Regions from separate parts of the Mus musculus genome. Here regions 2 and 3 are each linked to region 1. Evidence: chromatin contacts called from public promoter capture Hi-C data. All regions are on one chromosome and are shown on one strand. The core of a region is the stretch at or near the end of the contact, and the rest is flanking DNA. Distances in the headings are between cores, read along the strand shown.

Evidence for each region. Promoter capture Hi-C pulls out the DNA fragments that hold promoters and counts their contacts.
Region 2: a promoter capture Hi-C map of pre-B cells shows a contact between it and region 1, with 2.2 times the contacts expected there. The contact joins the promoter of Pin4 here to the promoter of Med12 in region 1. A contact is called at or near these places in 2 of 39 promoter capture datasets (erythroid cells and pre-B cells).
Region 3: a promoter capture Hi-C map of erythroid cells shows a contact between it and region 1, with 31 times the contacts expected there. The contact joins the promoter of Pdzd11 here to the promoter of Med12 in region 1. A contact is called at or near these places in 2 of 39 promoter capture datasets (erythroid cells and liver) and 1 of 9 other capture datasets (liver).

Annotation. Positions count from the first base shown.
Region 1 is chrX:101,272,022-101,276,708 of GRCm38.p6, forward strand. Med12 (mediator complex subunit 12) reads left to right here and starts at 2,070. Exons shown (of 45, transcript NM_021521.2): 1 at 2,070-2,338; 2 at 2,875-2,979; 3 at 3,151-3,342; 4 at 3,471-3,630; 5 at 4,079-4,260; 6 at 4,421-4,531; 7 at 4,644-4,687. The coding sequence starts at 2,240.
Region 2 is chrX:102,117,036-102,121,722 of GRCm38.p6, forward strand. Pin4 (protein (peptidyl-prolyl cis/trans isomerase) NIMA-interacting, 4 (parvulin)) reads left to right here and starts at 2,434. Exons shown (of 4, transcript NM_027181.2): 1 at 2,434-2,529; 2 at 4,633-4,687. The coding sequence starts at 2,487.
Region 3 is chrX:100,623,236-100,627,922 of GRCm38.p6, forward strand. Pdzd11 (PDZ domain containing 11) reads right to left here and starts at 2,706. Exons shown (of 7, transcript NM_001356384.1): 1 at 2,651-2,706; 2 at 2,053-2,152; 3 at 1,560-1,643; 4 at 1,298-1,354; 5 at 627-725; 6 at 348-408; 7 at 1-192. The coding sequence starts at 2,139. The coding sequence ends at 158. It overlaps Kif4 (kinesin family member 4), which reads left to right and starts at 2,830. Exons shown (of 30, transcript NM_008446.2): 1 at 2,830-3,353; 2 at 3,469-3,583. The coding sequence starts at 3,234.

The DNA.
Region 1 (4,687 bases), core at 820-3,319:
AACGTGTGTGCGACCATCACCCAGCTAATTTTTATTTTATTTGTTTGAGCATTTTGCCTCCATGTAAATCTACACAGTACATGTCATGCCCTGTGCCAGAGGAACTCAGAAGAAGGCATCAGAACCTCAGGCAGGGGACTTACATACTATTGTTAGCCATTATGTGAGTGCTTGGAAATGACCCTTGGTCCTCTGGAAGAACAGGCAGTGCTCCTAATCCCTGAGCCATCTCTGCAGCTCCTCTTTTTTTTAGATTATTTATTTATTGAGACAAGATCTCACTGTGTAGTCCTGGCTGTTCTGGAAGTCAAAGAGACTGCCGACTTCTGTCACAGGAGTGCCGGGTTAGTGCCCTTTGCCACTAAGTCTGAGAAAGAGTCGTTTGTACATTTTATTTATTTGTTTGTTTGTTCCATGCATGTACACGGTGCTCAGAGGAGAGTTTGCAAAAGTCAGTTCTCTGCTTTCATCATGTGAAACCGGAAGATTCTATCCTGGTAATCAGGTACAATGGCAAGCAAGCATCTTCTGCCTTCTGCCTGGCCCTATTGTGAAGGTTCATAAGTTGGAGTTCAGATATACAAAGCTTCATGATAGAAAATATCTGACAATTTGTATAACTACTATTCTGTGAAGATTCCTGTTTCTTCCTCCTCCTGCTCCTCCTCCCTTTTCCTTTTGATCCGGCCTGGAAGCTTTAGGAGGCAGATGGCTCACTGAGCTTTCTGTGAGTTCTAGGCCAGCGTGGGCTATATGGAAAGTTTTAGGCCACCTGCGATTACATGATGAGATGACCTTGTCTCAGAAAAGAGGTGTGTGTATGTGTGTGTGTGTGTCTATGTAATTTGGGCTGGAAGTAACTTGTTATCCTTTTGCCAATCTCCCGAGCTGTGGGAATTACAGGTGTGTGACACACATAATGTAAGTGTCAATGGATTTCTTTTTGAGACAGGGTATGTGTCAGTCACTGTTGCTCTGGATGACCTGCTTGCCCCACCACATCTGACTCTGATGACACGTTGGCATTTTTTTTTTTTTTTGGTTTGTTTTTTTCCTTCCAGAGCTGAGGACGGGTACCCAGGGTCTTGTATTTGCTAGGCAAGTGCTCTACCATTGAGGTAAATCCCCAAACCCTGTGGTTTTTTTTCTTTTGAGACAAGGGCGCTATGTAATTCTGGCTGTTCTGGAGCTCAGTGTGTAGACCAGGCTGGCCTTGAACTCAGATACTCCTGCTCCTGCCTCTCTAGTTGCTAGGACTAAAGGTGTTTGCCATCAATCTGGCTACTTTTTGTTTGTTTCTTTGGTTTTGTTGTTGTTGTTGTTGAGACAGGGTTACACAGTTCATACATGGACTTGGCTGTTCTGGAAGTCATTGTGTAAACCAGGCTGGCCTTGAATTCACAGAGATCTGCTTTCTTCTGCTGGGACTAAAGGTGTGCACCGCCAGGTTAAGGGTTAACAACAACAACAAAGGGTTAGGGGGTTGTGGTGCAGAGGGCCTGTAACCACCTGGAGAGATTATAAGCACTTCAGTTTTACAGTTGCTTTCTTTTTGTGTAAGGCAAGCACTTCACAGAGATCCGTCTGTCTCTGCCTCTGCAGGGGTTAAAGGCCTGCGCCTGGCTAGACCGGATCTTTTGTATCAGATCAGAGGTGCTTTCTTAAAACAATAGTAGTTTCTAATCTTTACAACTGTCCTTTGAAGGAAGTTTAGCATGCCCATTATCCAGATGTGAGAACCAAGAAACGAAGTGATCAGTAAAAGACGCAGTTATTAACTAAACTAAAAATTCCCGAGCACTTATTTTAGGCCAAGAACTGAGCGAGGCCACGGGAAGCCAGTTCCAGCGAGAGAGCTCAGCGCCGCGGCTGCCTTCCCTATTCCAGGTCTGCGCCTCCAGCCCCGGCCACGCCGGTGGATTTCTAGTGTGTGAAATTGACTTTCCCTCCTAGGGCCCAAAGCTCCCGGGCTGTGGGGCTCCGCCCCGCGCCGGCGAGGCCCCACCCACTCTGCAGTCAGTATTGTCCGACGGTACCCAGCGTCCCTCGGCAGTTTCCGGCAGTAATCGAGAGTTTCTAACGTGCCCCGCCTCCGCCACCCCCCTTCTCTCGGCCTCGGTCCTCTCTACCGCCGCCCGGCTCGCTGTCCCCGTGCTCCCTCCCGTCCTCGGCCCTCCGCCCCTTCCCTCCCCACCTCGCCTGGCCCTGCAGGCGCCTCAGGCGGTACGGGCTGGGCAAGATGGCGGCTTTCGGGATCTTGAGCTATGAACACCGACCCCTGAAGCGGCTGCGGCTGGGGCCTCCCGATGTGTACCCTCAAGATCCCAAACAGAAGGAGGTGCGTTCACAATTCCCGGTTCCCGCGGGGTCCGGGCAGGTGTTTCGTGAGGGAAGAGACACTGACAGTTGAGGGCAAGGGGGGATGAGGTTAGGTGAGAGAAAAAGTCCCAACAGGGGGAAGAGTAGAGTGGACTGGTGCCCTGCTGGAGAGTAGGGTCTGCCAGCAGTTCCGGTTGAGGAGCTCGTGGGTTCAGGAGCCATGCCAGAGGTGCCCCCCTCCACACTCACTCGGGCGCTCACACACAAACCTCAGAAAGTTGTTAGGGCCAGCTTGGTGAGGTGCCGGTAAGGGAAGAGTGATGTTGAGGTCGCTCTGGGGGATGTGGGAGTCTCATTGACTGTGGGGGTGAGGGTGGGGTCCAAATGAACATAAGGGCTGGGCTTTAAATAACAACCTCTTCTAGTCAGAATCCTCCTCCTCCTCCTCCTCCTCCTCCTCCCTGGCTCCCTTGTTACCTTTTCCTCTGCCCTCTCTTACAACCTCTTCTATAAGGTGAATGAGGGTGAGCTAAAAATGCTGTTTTTCTGCCTCAGGATGAACTGACGGCTTTGAATGTAAAACAAGGTTTCAATAACCAGCCTGCTGTCTCTGGGGACGAACATGGCAGTGCCAAGAACGTCAACTTCAATCCTGCCAAGGTGAGACAACCCTGCCAGGCTGAAGGAAAAGGCTGGAAGAATCTGAGGAGCAAAAGCTCCGGGTTGGGCAAACTGAAAGGGACAACCTAGGTGGCAGAGTTTATAACTCAGTGCTAGCACATTGGCATTTTCACAGTCTTCCTACCCTGAGGTCTACTTTTCCCCCTTTAGATCAGTTCCAACTTCAGCAGCATCATCGCAGAGAAGTTAAGGTGTAATACTCTCTCTGACACTGGTCGCAGGAAGTCCCTAATGAACCAGAAGGACAACTTCTGGCTGGTGACTGCAAGATCTCAGAGTGCTATTAACACCTGGTTCACTGACCTGGCTGGCACCAAACCACTCACACACCTAGCCAAAAAGGTGAAGTACTCTTTTCCTGTTCTTAAGGTCAAGGTGGGGAATGTGTCTACCTATATTCTAAGATGTAGCTATGTGGTGTCAGCTCCCTGGAGTAATTAGAGACATTGCTGTTTGTGATGCCCATCCAGGTCCCCATTTTCAGTAAAAAGGAAGAAGTATTTGGGTATTTGGCCAAATACACGGTGCCTGTGATGCGGGCTGCCTGGCTCATTAAGATGACTTGTGCCTACTATGCAGCAATGTCTGAGACTAAGGTTAAGAAGAAAAATACTGCTGACCCCTTCACTGGTAAGTAACTCTGTACACCTGGTATACCACTGATGGCTTCAAGGAGTGATGGAGCCTTAGAATAAATCTTCCTAGTCTATTCCTTGCTTCTGCATGAATCTTATGTGCACGAAATTGGTAAGCATGGAGTAATTTGAGTATCTGCTGTGTTCAGGTACTGGGCTGTAAAGATGACCAGCATATAATTTCTGCTCTTTAGATCTTAGTGGAGATGCTAAGGCATATGTAGCATAATTAAATATAGAAAGTGGTAAACATCAAAAGAGTAGACAGAAGGTTCTTTGAGACTTCAGTGGATGTAATGATTGCTTTAAGGAGGTGGCATTTGTCTACAGGCTAAGAGGATGAATAGAGCTTGGAACTCTGGTGATTGTGGGTGGAGGCAGGGGATAGAGTATTCTAAGCTTAAGAATAGTATCATATAGTTCCCTTTCCGTATTTTCTTTAGAATGGACTCAAATCATCACAAAGTACTTGTGGGAGCAGCTACAGAAGATGGCTGAGTACTATCGGCCAGGGCCTGCAGGAAGTGGAGGCTGTGGTTCTACTATAGGGCCTTTGCCCCATGATGTAGAGATGGCCATCAGGCAGTGGGATTACAATGAGAAGCTCGCCTTGTTCATGTTTCAGGTAGGAGCAAGGGCATGTTGTACATGGCATTGAGTTGCACCTTATCCTGTCCTGTTGGAATAGAATGGAATTTGCCTTTTACCTTGCCCCTGGTATAGCTCTCTTCATTCTTCCATTTACTTTATCTGCCTTACCTCTAATAGTTCCCTGCTATCCATAGGATGGAATGCTGGACAGACATGAGTTCCTGACTTGGGTGCTTGAGTGTTTTGAGAAAATACGCCCTGGAGAAGATGAATTGCTTAAATTGCTGCTTCCCCTACTGCTGCGAGTAAGACCTAGGCCCAGGGAGGGACTATTTAGAGGGATTTGAGTAAGAATTAGACATCAGAGCAGTATCTTCTGGAGAAACCTAGCGGGCTCTGTTGGTCATATCTTTACAGTACTCAGGGGAGTTTGTTCAGTCTGCCTATCTGTCCCGCCGCCT
Region 2 (4,687 bases), core at 1,184-3,683, 850 kb after region 1:
AGAGTCATTCCTCAAGAGTTCTCCATCTTTTTGAAATCAAGTCTGTCACTGGGACCTGGGAATTGCTGTTTCAGATAGATGAGTGATCTTCCTGTGACCGACTCCCTAGCACTGAGATGATGAGCATATACTGCCACACTCAGGTCCTCACGCTTGCATGGTGGGCACTTCACTGACTAAACCGTAGCTCTGGAGCCTGTTTTTAACACCCCCACCCCTGTTTGACAGATCCTAGCTGTGTAGCCCAGGCTGACCTCGATCTTTTGGCCTCAACCTCCTTAGTGCTAGAGTGGTGTGTACCACCATGGCCAGCTTTCATAATGACTTTTCACTGAGGCTTGAATGCTGGCTTGCCACGTTCCCACTCCAACACTGGTGCAGCCACTGCTTACAGGGAAGGCCAGTCCCAACTAAAATCAAAGCAAAAGCAAACACAAAGACATAATCTGATCCACTTGGCCCTAAGCAAGAATCAACCATATTACTGTTGACTACCCCACCCCATCTCTCAACCAGACCTGGGAAGTCAGTAGATGGGGGTTGGGGTTCCATTTCTGATGTGGAAAAGCAATGATCCCTTCCATATCGGGAACCTTCTCCACAGCTGATACTATCAATCTGAAATAAGGAGGGACCAAAATTCATCCAGAAGTCATAGCATCATAAAACAAAGGGGCCCACGAGTCACCTCCACATCCAGCAGAGACTATTCAAAAGCTAAATTTAGCTTAGGTTGGTGGGACAGGCCTATAATCTAGCATTCAGTAGGCAGAAGTGAGAGGATTGGAAATTTAAGACCAGTTTGGGCTGCATAGTGGGATCCTATCTAAAACAAACAAACAACAACAACAACAAAATTTTAGCCTGGGGTGTGGCTCAACCATAAAGCTCTTGCCTGGCCTTGGTGAGGCCATGAATTTGATCACCAGTATTGCAAAAACAGACAAAAACTAAGCTGAGTCAGATAGCCAAGATAGGACAGTGATCTCATGGAATAGAGGGAAAGATGTCATATACGAAAATTATTGGTAGAGGAGGGGAGGATTGTGGGGGAAAGAGAAAAATGTATCCAAGTGGCACATGATTCCCACCACTTGAGAGGCAGAAGCAGGAGGACATAGTAAGTTCCAGAACAGTCTAGGCTACTAAGCAAGACCTGGTCTCAAAAAGAGAGACTGAGTGAGAAAGAGAGATCAAGAGCACATTGGGATGCAAATTCAAAAGCTATTCATCTTAAGTAAACGCCCCCAGTTAGTCATCGACTATGAAATTATTTCTCATGATACTCCATAAGCAGATACTTTAACAACACCATCTCGCAGAAGATGGAAACTGAGCCCAAGAGCGTCTTCAAGGTCACAGGACTAGTAGAAGGGGTTTTAAAGCAGGTCATGTGCCTCCAGAATCCAAGCTTTAAATTGCCTTATGCTGTGCTGTCATACAAACTTTGAGCTGGAAGGTGGTGGCACATATCTTAAGCCCCAGCAGTTAGAAGATAGAGGCAGGCAAATCTCTGTGAGTTCCAGGACAGCCAGGGCTACATACAGAGAAACCCTGTATCAAAAGAAAAAAGAAAGGAAGCAAAGAAGGAAGGAAAGAGAAAGGAAGGAAGGAAAAAAGAAAAGAACTCTGGAAAAATACAGAGACATGAATACTATATAGATTGACACGAGTGGTCACATGCTATCCTGCTGAACAGCATTAATGCCTTGTTTGTCTTTTAGGTGCATAGATTATGTTCTCCAGGATATATAACTTTAAAAAATCACATTCTACATCTTGGTCTATAATCTTCCTTAAGGCTATTTCTGTACACACAGCTTATAATCGTTATTTTAAAATTAATTTAGGCTGCTTCCAATGTTTCTCCATGACAGACTTCTGCCTGTCACAGGCAATGGGATGATAGGCTTTAAAAAAAAAATTCCATCTTTTGTACCCCATCAACTACTGCTGCAAAAATATAAACAAACAAGTAAGTAAGAAAAGCCATTAGGGAGTGCAGGTCTGTGTCAGTCGGAGAGAGGACGGAAGAAGGCCATTATCTAAACTCCCTCTGCTGTCCCTTTGTCTAGAATCCCCAAAGCAAAAGCCCACGCCAAAGAACTGCAGTGGCCTGAGGCTCGCACTGCGCATGCACAAAAAAGTGGGCGGGGCGAGAGAGAGCAAAGAACAAGTGCAAATGAGGGCAAGTAAAAGCTTTGAAGAACAGAATAGAGGCTGCGCTTTCTCGTCTCTGGGCAACCTTTGTTCCCGCCTCCCCGTAAGGCTTCGGCTTCTCATTGGTCTAACATCTCTAGCTCCTATAGGTCAAAGAACCAAAGGACTGGGTCTGTTCCAAGCTATGCCTGATTCTGGAACCGCAGCAGAAATAGTTGATTGTGACGCTGCTTTCAGGCATTGCGGAGGACATACCTGTGGGGCCTGAGGGGTCCTTTTGCTAGCACCGGAACAGTTGCCGGAGAGTTCATCCGCCAGCTTAAGAGATGCCGCCGAAGGGGAAAAGTGGTTCTGGAAAAGGAGGGAAAGGTAGACCTGCCGAGACAGTCATGGAGCGAGCGTAGGGGTGGATGGGGAGAAGGACAGGAGTAGACCTGCAGCTGTGTGGGGTGGGGGAGGGAGGTGATCATAAGCCGGACAGCAGGGCCACCGGGAGCACCCTGAGCCGCTGTGGTTTATGTTTGGGCTTCTTGTGGTAAGGAAAGATCAGTGCGTGAGGAGCTGCTGTGGTTCAGGGTATCCATGAGGTTTCAGTGCAGGGACCCTCGTGGCGGGCAATAGAAGCTGCTGGGGATGGTTCCTCGTGACCTGGGGTTTATTCCCACTAAAATTGAATCTGATGAAACGCCAGCAATAAAAGGAAGCCTACACTAGTGATCAATCTAGTCCATCTAGGCCTCTTAACAACTAACAGGACGTACCTCCCCCCCCCTCCCCTCCCCTACACACACACATGAGGAGGGACTCGCTTCTTGAAGACCGTTGTTGGGGACAACATTGTGCTTTCAGGCTAGAAAACTAAGACAACTCTTATTCATCGCTGGACAATGTGGGGAAGATAGTAGCCTCTAAGTACTGTGCCGAATGTAGTTGTGAGAGTTATGTTATAGAAGGTGGAAAGAGGGTAAAGAAACAAACTGGAGATACTTTGGGCAGGCTGAGATAAGCAGCAGCAATAGGGTAAAGAGTCCTCAACCCGGAGAGGCCAGCCCCAAAGGCAGTTTAGTATAGCATCGCTGAAGTAAAACTTCAAAACAAATAAGCAAGTTGGGGAAATTAAAACAGAAGAAAACTAAATCATGAGGTGTGCTGTATATGGTGTTAATTAAGGTTGGTTAGGGGCCAGGAGGTCCTTTAAAGAGATGATTTCAAGCCGGGCAGCGGTAGCGCACACCTTTAATCCTAGCACTTGGGGAGGCAGAGGCAGGTGGATTTCTGAGTTCGAGGCCAGCCTGGTCTACAGAGTGAGTTCCAGGACAGCCAGGGCTACACAGAGAAACCCTGTCTTAAAAACAAACAAACAAACAGAGAGGGGAGAGTAGTGAGGGAGAGAGAGAGAGAGAGAGAGAGAGATGATTTCAGTAGTTCTGGTAAGAGAGAGAGTTGGCCTGAACTAAGATTGTGGTTGTAGGAACCCAGAGAAGAGACAAATAAATGGAGTGTAGTAGAGTGATACCCCAGAGGTCCAAGGAACCAAGATGTTGTAAAGAAAGGTCTGAGAAATGGGTGAGGCACTGCAGAGACATGCCACAGCAGTGGGAGGCTGAGGAGGACCTGAGTGTGAGGTCACCAGGGGTACACTGTCCTTTAGCTGCTCAGCTCCTGTTCATCCATCAGGTGGTACCTGGCTAGCTGACATATGTGTTCCCTTCCACAATTTCTCGCTTGTCGGACTCTCAGAATGTGGTCTCTCTTCCTCACTGGGATACGAGCTCCTTGGCTGCGGCTTTGAATCCTATTCACTGTGTACCCCCAAGAACTTGAACTGGGGAATTATTTAGGAAACAGTTGTTAAACTAAATACTTAATTTAATCTTAGACACCTTGGCCTCTAACACTTAATATGCTGCCTTCGACACAAAACTTAAAAGAAGTAAGATGTGCTACCAATGCTTGATAGCCTGAATGTAGCAGATTCCAGGAGGATATCAGTAGCTGTTGTGGTAGACTGAAGGGGAAAAGAATGCACACACACACACACACACACCAAGCACTCTGAAATAAAACCAAACCCCTCAAAATGCATTGTTGGAGATTTTGCATGTTAGAATTTCAGGTGTCAAACACACTGTCACAGAATATAATAGAAATTGTATTATTTTATATAATGGCAGTGTTAAGTTAGAAGGCAAGATTTGGAATGGAGTCTAAAGAATCTGGCCCAGGCTTCTGGAGTGCCTGCATCCATGCCCACACTCATTTCTTTATCTGTTTTCTGTGAAGTATTTTGTTCGGCACATTTCCTGTTATTAGAGATGAGTCACAGAGTAAGTTAACTTGATTGCATGACTCACCATGTAGCCTTTTGGAACTTGGGGCTGTAATGGATGGGTTACCTTGTGTTATGAGTTGGACCTATCTATAAATGTCAAAGTACAGTCGAAATGAGTTCCTATCCTCTCTTTTCTAAAGGAGGTGCAGCCTCTGGGAGTGACAGTGCTGACAAGAAGTCTCAGGGTCCTAAAGG
Region 3 (4,687 bases), core at 1,456-3,955, 650 kb before region 1:
CAGTACATAATACAGCTGGTAAGCCGTCACCCCATCCTCCCCATCCACTAAACCAGGACGGTGTGGAGAGTACAATTTCCTGACTTCTCCAACTTCTCAGAGGTCTAGCCAGCTTGTCCTGGCAGATCCCACACGGAAGGCTGTGGGCTGCAAGTCTCTAGTGCACAGTCCGTTCCTTTTGGCGATGATAATCTGGGGTAAGAAAGAACACAGCACATGATTTTCAGGATGAGTTCTCAACTTCTGGGGCTTGCCATTATCCATATTTCAAAGACTTCTACTTACCTAGAGCCCTGCCATATAAGTAAAAAAAGAAAAAAGAAAAAGAAAAAAAGAAAGTGCCTTACTGTAGGGAAAGAAGCGCACACGCATGCTGATTTCTCGGGCTGTCTTCAGGATTTCCACAGCCTGGAAGGAACACGGCAGCTTGTACAAATGAAGAGCTATTACTCAGGAAAGAACTATAATACAGCAATGGAATGCGCCCCATCTAGCTCACTGATAGCTGCTCTCTTCTGGTACATTTCCCTTGAAGAGATGCTTTCATACAGATAAGGCTATTCGGGTCCAACCTGTCCTACCTGAGATGGCTTCGTGCATGACTATAGTCCATGTGCTATGCTTACTTTGCTGTGCTCAATATCTTGGAAATCCACATCATTCACAGCTAGAACTTGGTCCCCTTCTTGAAGTCCTGCTCGATGTGCATCCGAGTCTGGAATCACCTGTTAGTGAAGAGGTATTATGTAGTTGTGATGGAGTAAATCAGGAGACTGCAGGGCAAATTCAGTGCTCTTCAAATGTGTTATTTTTGGTGATACCGCCGGGAGATTAAGTGGCTTGCTAGTGAAATTTGGTTCTCAGTTTGTTTTTTTGAGATTCTTTTTTTTTTTTCTTAATTAAAGACAGGGTTTTTCTTTTGTAGCCCTGGCTGCCCTGGAACTCACTCCGTAGACCAGACTGGCCTTGGATTCACAGAGATCTGCCTATCTCTGCCTCCCATGTGCTGGGACTAAGGTCCTATGTCACCATTGTCTGCCTTGACTTTATAGATTGTTACCTACTCCTAATCTTCCCCCTTCTGCCTCTCGAGTTCTCAGAGTACTGACATGCCCACATGCCCCAGCATACTGGCCCCAAGTACAGTTCTCAAAGGGAAAGGCTGAATTTCCATTATGTCTATCCTATGACTCCAGCGGGTCATCCATTTTTTTATCTGCTGGGCCACCAGTGCACTTTAATATGATAACAAAGTAGCTAGCCATACAGCCTATCATACACACACATTCACACAGACCTTGGAGATGAAGATGCCTAGCTGCGAGGCCTTTCCTCCTCGGATGTTAAATCCCAACTGAAAGACAAAAGGACACAGGATGCAGACTCAGCAGAGACATAAGAACAGGGACATCTATGTACTCAGAAGAAAAGGAGATGCTGTAGAAGTGCCACCTCTGCTTTTCTGGTCACCTACCTCCCAATCCACATCCACACCCCAACCATGGCCAATTTCTGGCATGGACCAAACGTTACTGGAATAAGAGCCCCTATAAGTTTACCTGAGCACCAGGAGGCTTCTTCAGTGTAACAATTCGGGGCAGAAACTGGGTCAACTCATTGTTGTAGTCTGGGTGGTACACTCTCTGCAAGATACAGCAATCCCCGAAATCTTATTCCCAGTCTTAGATGTGTTACATCTACCTTCTTTTAGAATACCAATAAACCAGATATATGTCAGGAATTGGTAAAGCCATTGACTCAGTTTACAAAGCACAGATAAAACAGTCCAGAGGAGTGGCTGTTTAGTCTCGGGACATGTTAGTGGCCCTATAGATCCCTAGTCCTTTCTTATTGACAGGATGGAAATTAAGGCTCTGAATTTTCAGAATTCACCAGTGTGAAGGGTTCTGGCATGGTGATTCTGCAAGAAGTCACCAGTGGGTCACTGTTGCTCAGAATTCACCTAAGATCCACTCTCCACTGAGTTTCCTAGCCCTGCTACTTTTTCTTTCATAGATCTCATGATTATTCAGGAATGCAGATGGCGCCCACCTCATGAGGAGGAATCCACGCTGGAGGGTTTTCATAGGCCGGCAGGAAAACCACAGGGTAGTCATCATAGGGAATCCGGTTGTCCATTTCAGGCAAAGCCCTGAAAAGGACGAATCAAAGGAAACGAAAATGATTTTAAAAAGGACCAAGCACTCTAAGTTCCAGAAAGCCTTCCAGCCGAGGGCCATTCCTTTATGGGACTAGCCCACAAGTAGGTGTTAAGATTGGGGAGGGGGGGTAGGGAGGAGAGGCAGGCTACAAAACAAAATAACAAAAACAAAAGACAAAAAAATTAATTTTTTAAGCACTCTAATGGCATGTTTGCATTTCTCACAATTCTACAAAAAACAATAGGTGTCACCACTTCCAACCTAGGAAAAGAGAATCTACACATCTACAAAGATCTACTTTAAAACAGCAAGGGAGTGCCAACTCTTAACTATCCCATAGGGATTGGGGCCAGACACAATCTCTAGAGGTGCTTAGTAAACGTGGTGTCCACAGACGGGTTCCGTCTACACGGGCTACCTTCTAGATCCAGGTCCTGCAACCCGCCCGAATCCCGCGCTCGCGACCACTTAACTCAGGGCCACCTCACCGGTAAGAAGGCCTCGGTCAGCGACAGCCAATTCGGCGTCGGAACCGGAAGCGGATGCTCCTACCACCCTGCCGGGGCGGAGCTCTCTTTGGGCGAGCCAGAGCTCCAGCCTCCTTGCGCGTCACGGTGTGCGTGCTCAAGTTCGTCTGCTTCTCACAGGCTGTACGCGCTCCGATTGGCTGGCGCCTCTGGGATCAATTTGAAACTTGGCGGTTAAAGCTCCGGTTGGAACAGGGCGCCAGGGAAGGTCGGTGAGAGGGACGTTTAGTTTGGTGAGTTACCCGGGCACCGCGTTAGCTCCGATTCTGCGCTTTGGAGCACTTTAGGGCTTGGGGTCGCGGTTGCTGTCTCTGCTGGAGTTTCCTTATTGCTGACGCCGCTTCGCCCTGCAGTATTGGGACTGACAAACCTTTAGGCGGTGGCCAAGAGTGACAGGACACCGTGATCCCGCTGGGAGGGAGAGTGCATCAGCGAGTTCCGAGCTCTCCCACCGCCTGAGAAGGGCCTTTCCACTCCTGCCAGCCTCCGGGGGCTCCTGGGAGAGCCGGCTTCACCCAGCACGGACACCTGCTGAGCTGGTACCATGAAAGAAGAGGTGAAGGGGATTCCCGTAAGAGTGGCACTGCGTTGTCGCCCCCTCGTCTCGAAAGAGATTAAGGAGGGCTGCCAGACGTGCCTTTCCTTTGTGCCCGGAGAGCCTCAGGTGGGTAGTCGAGTCTGGAGTGGCTTCCTCCACAGCTGAGGCTGAAAGGAGCGAGGGGCGTGGTCAGGCATTTTTTTTTTAATCCTTCCCCATCCTTGTCTCTTGCCTCTTGCAGGTGGTGGTTGGTAATGATAAATCATTTACCTACGATTTTGTGTTTGACCCCTCTACTGAACAGGAAGAGGTCTTTAATACAGCAGTAGCTCCACTCATAAAAGGCGTGTTTAAAGGTGAGGCTGTCTAATTCACTGGGCGTTTGTGTGTGTGTGGGTGGGTCATATAGGCACTACAAATAAGAGGAATGGATGAAACAGACTTCTGCCTTTAAAAACAGCCCACAGCCTAGTAACACATCCAGTTTATCTTTGACCTAGACATATTTTGTTGTCTTGGGACCTCACAGAGAACCTTTCATTTCAGCACTTGGGAGGCAAAGACTGATGTAGAAGCCATGGAGGGATGTTCCTTACTGGCTTCCTTCCCCTGGCTTGCTCAGCCTGTTCTCTTATAGAACCCAAGACTACCAGCCCAGGGATGGTCCCACCCACAAGGGGCCTTTCCCCCTTGATCACTAATTGAGAAAATGCCTTACAGTTGGATCTCATGGAGGTATTTCCTCAACTGAAGGTCCTTACTCTGTGATAACTCCAGCTGTGTCAAGTTGACACAAAACTAGCCAGTACAACCACCCTCCTTGATTTGGCTTATGCTGTGCTGGAAAGCAAACGCATGGCTTTGTGTATGCTAGACAAGTACTTTGCCAAGTGAGCTATAGGCCCAGACTTTATTGTAAAACTTGAAAACACTGTAGTTATAGTAGTTATAGAAATGTTGCAAGAACAGCATAAAGATGCCATTTTTTTCATAGAATCATTGGTAATAAGTTGTTGATGTTATGATCCCTGAATACTTTACCATATATTTCCAGTAAGCGTCATGACATAGCCATCATAATCACAGAAGTTGCAATGTCTTGTTACTACTTTCTCATCCTCAGCCCTGTTCAAGTGTTGCCAGTTGTTTCAGTAATACCCTTGATAGCAAAGAATTTAGTTCAAAAATCATGGTATGATTAGCTGCTGCGCCCTTCTTATAGTCCCCAAGTCTAAAGTAGTCCTTGAACCTTTGGGCTTTGTGTTTTTTAAAGCCTTCATTGTTTTGATACTTGAAGATTACAAAGCACTTGTATCTTTCTTTTTGCTTTTATCTAACGTTATGATAAAATTTGAGACGGTTTTTTGTGTTTGTTTGTTTTTTTAGCAGAAACACCACAGGCGTGCTTCTGTATTCTCATTGATTCCTGTCAGGCAGTATATGGTTTTAATTTGCCCTAT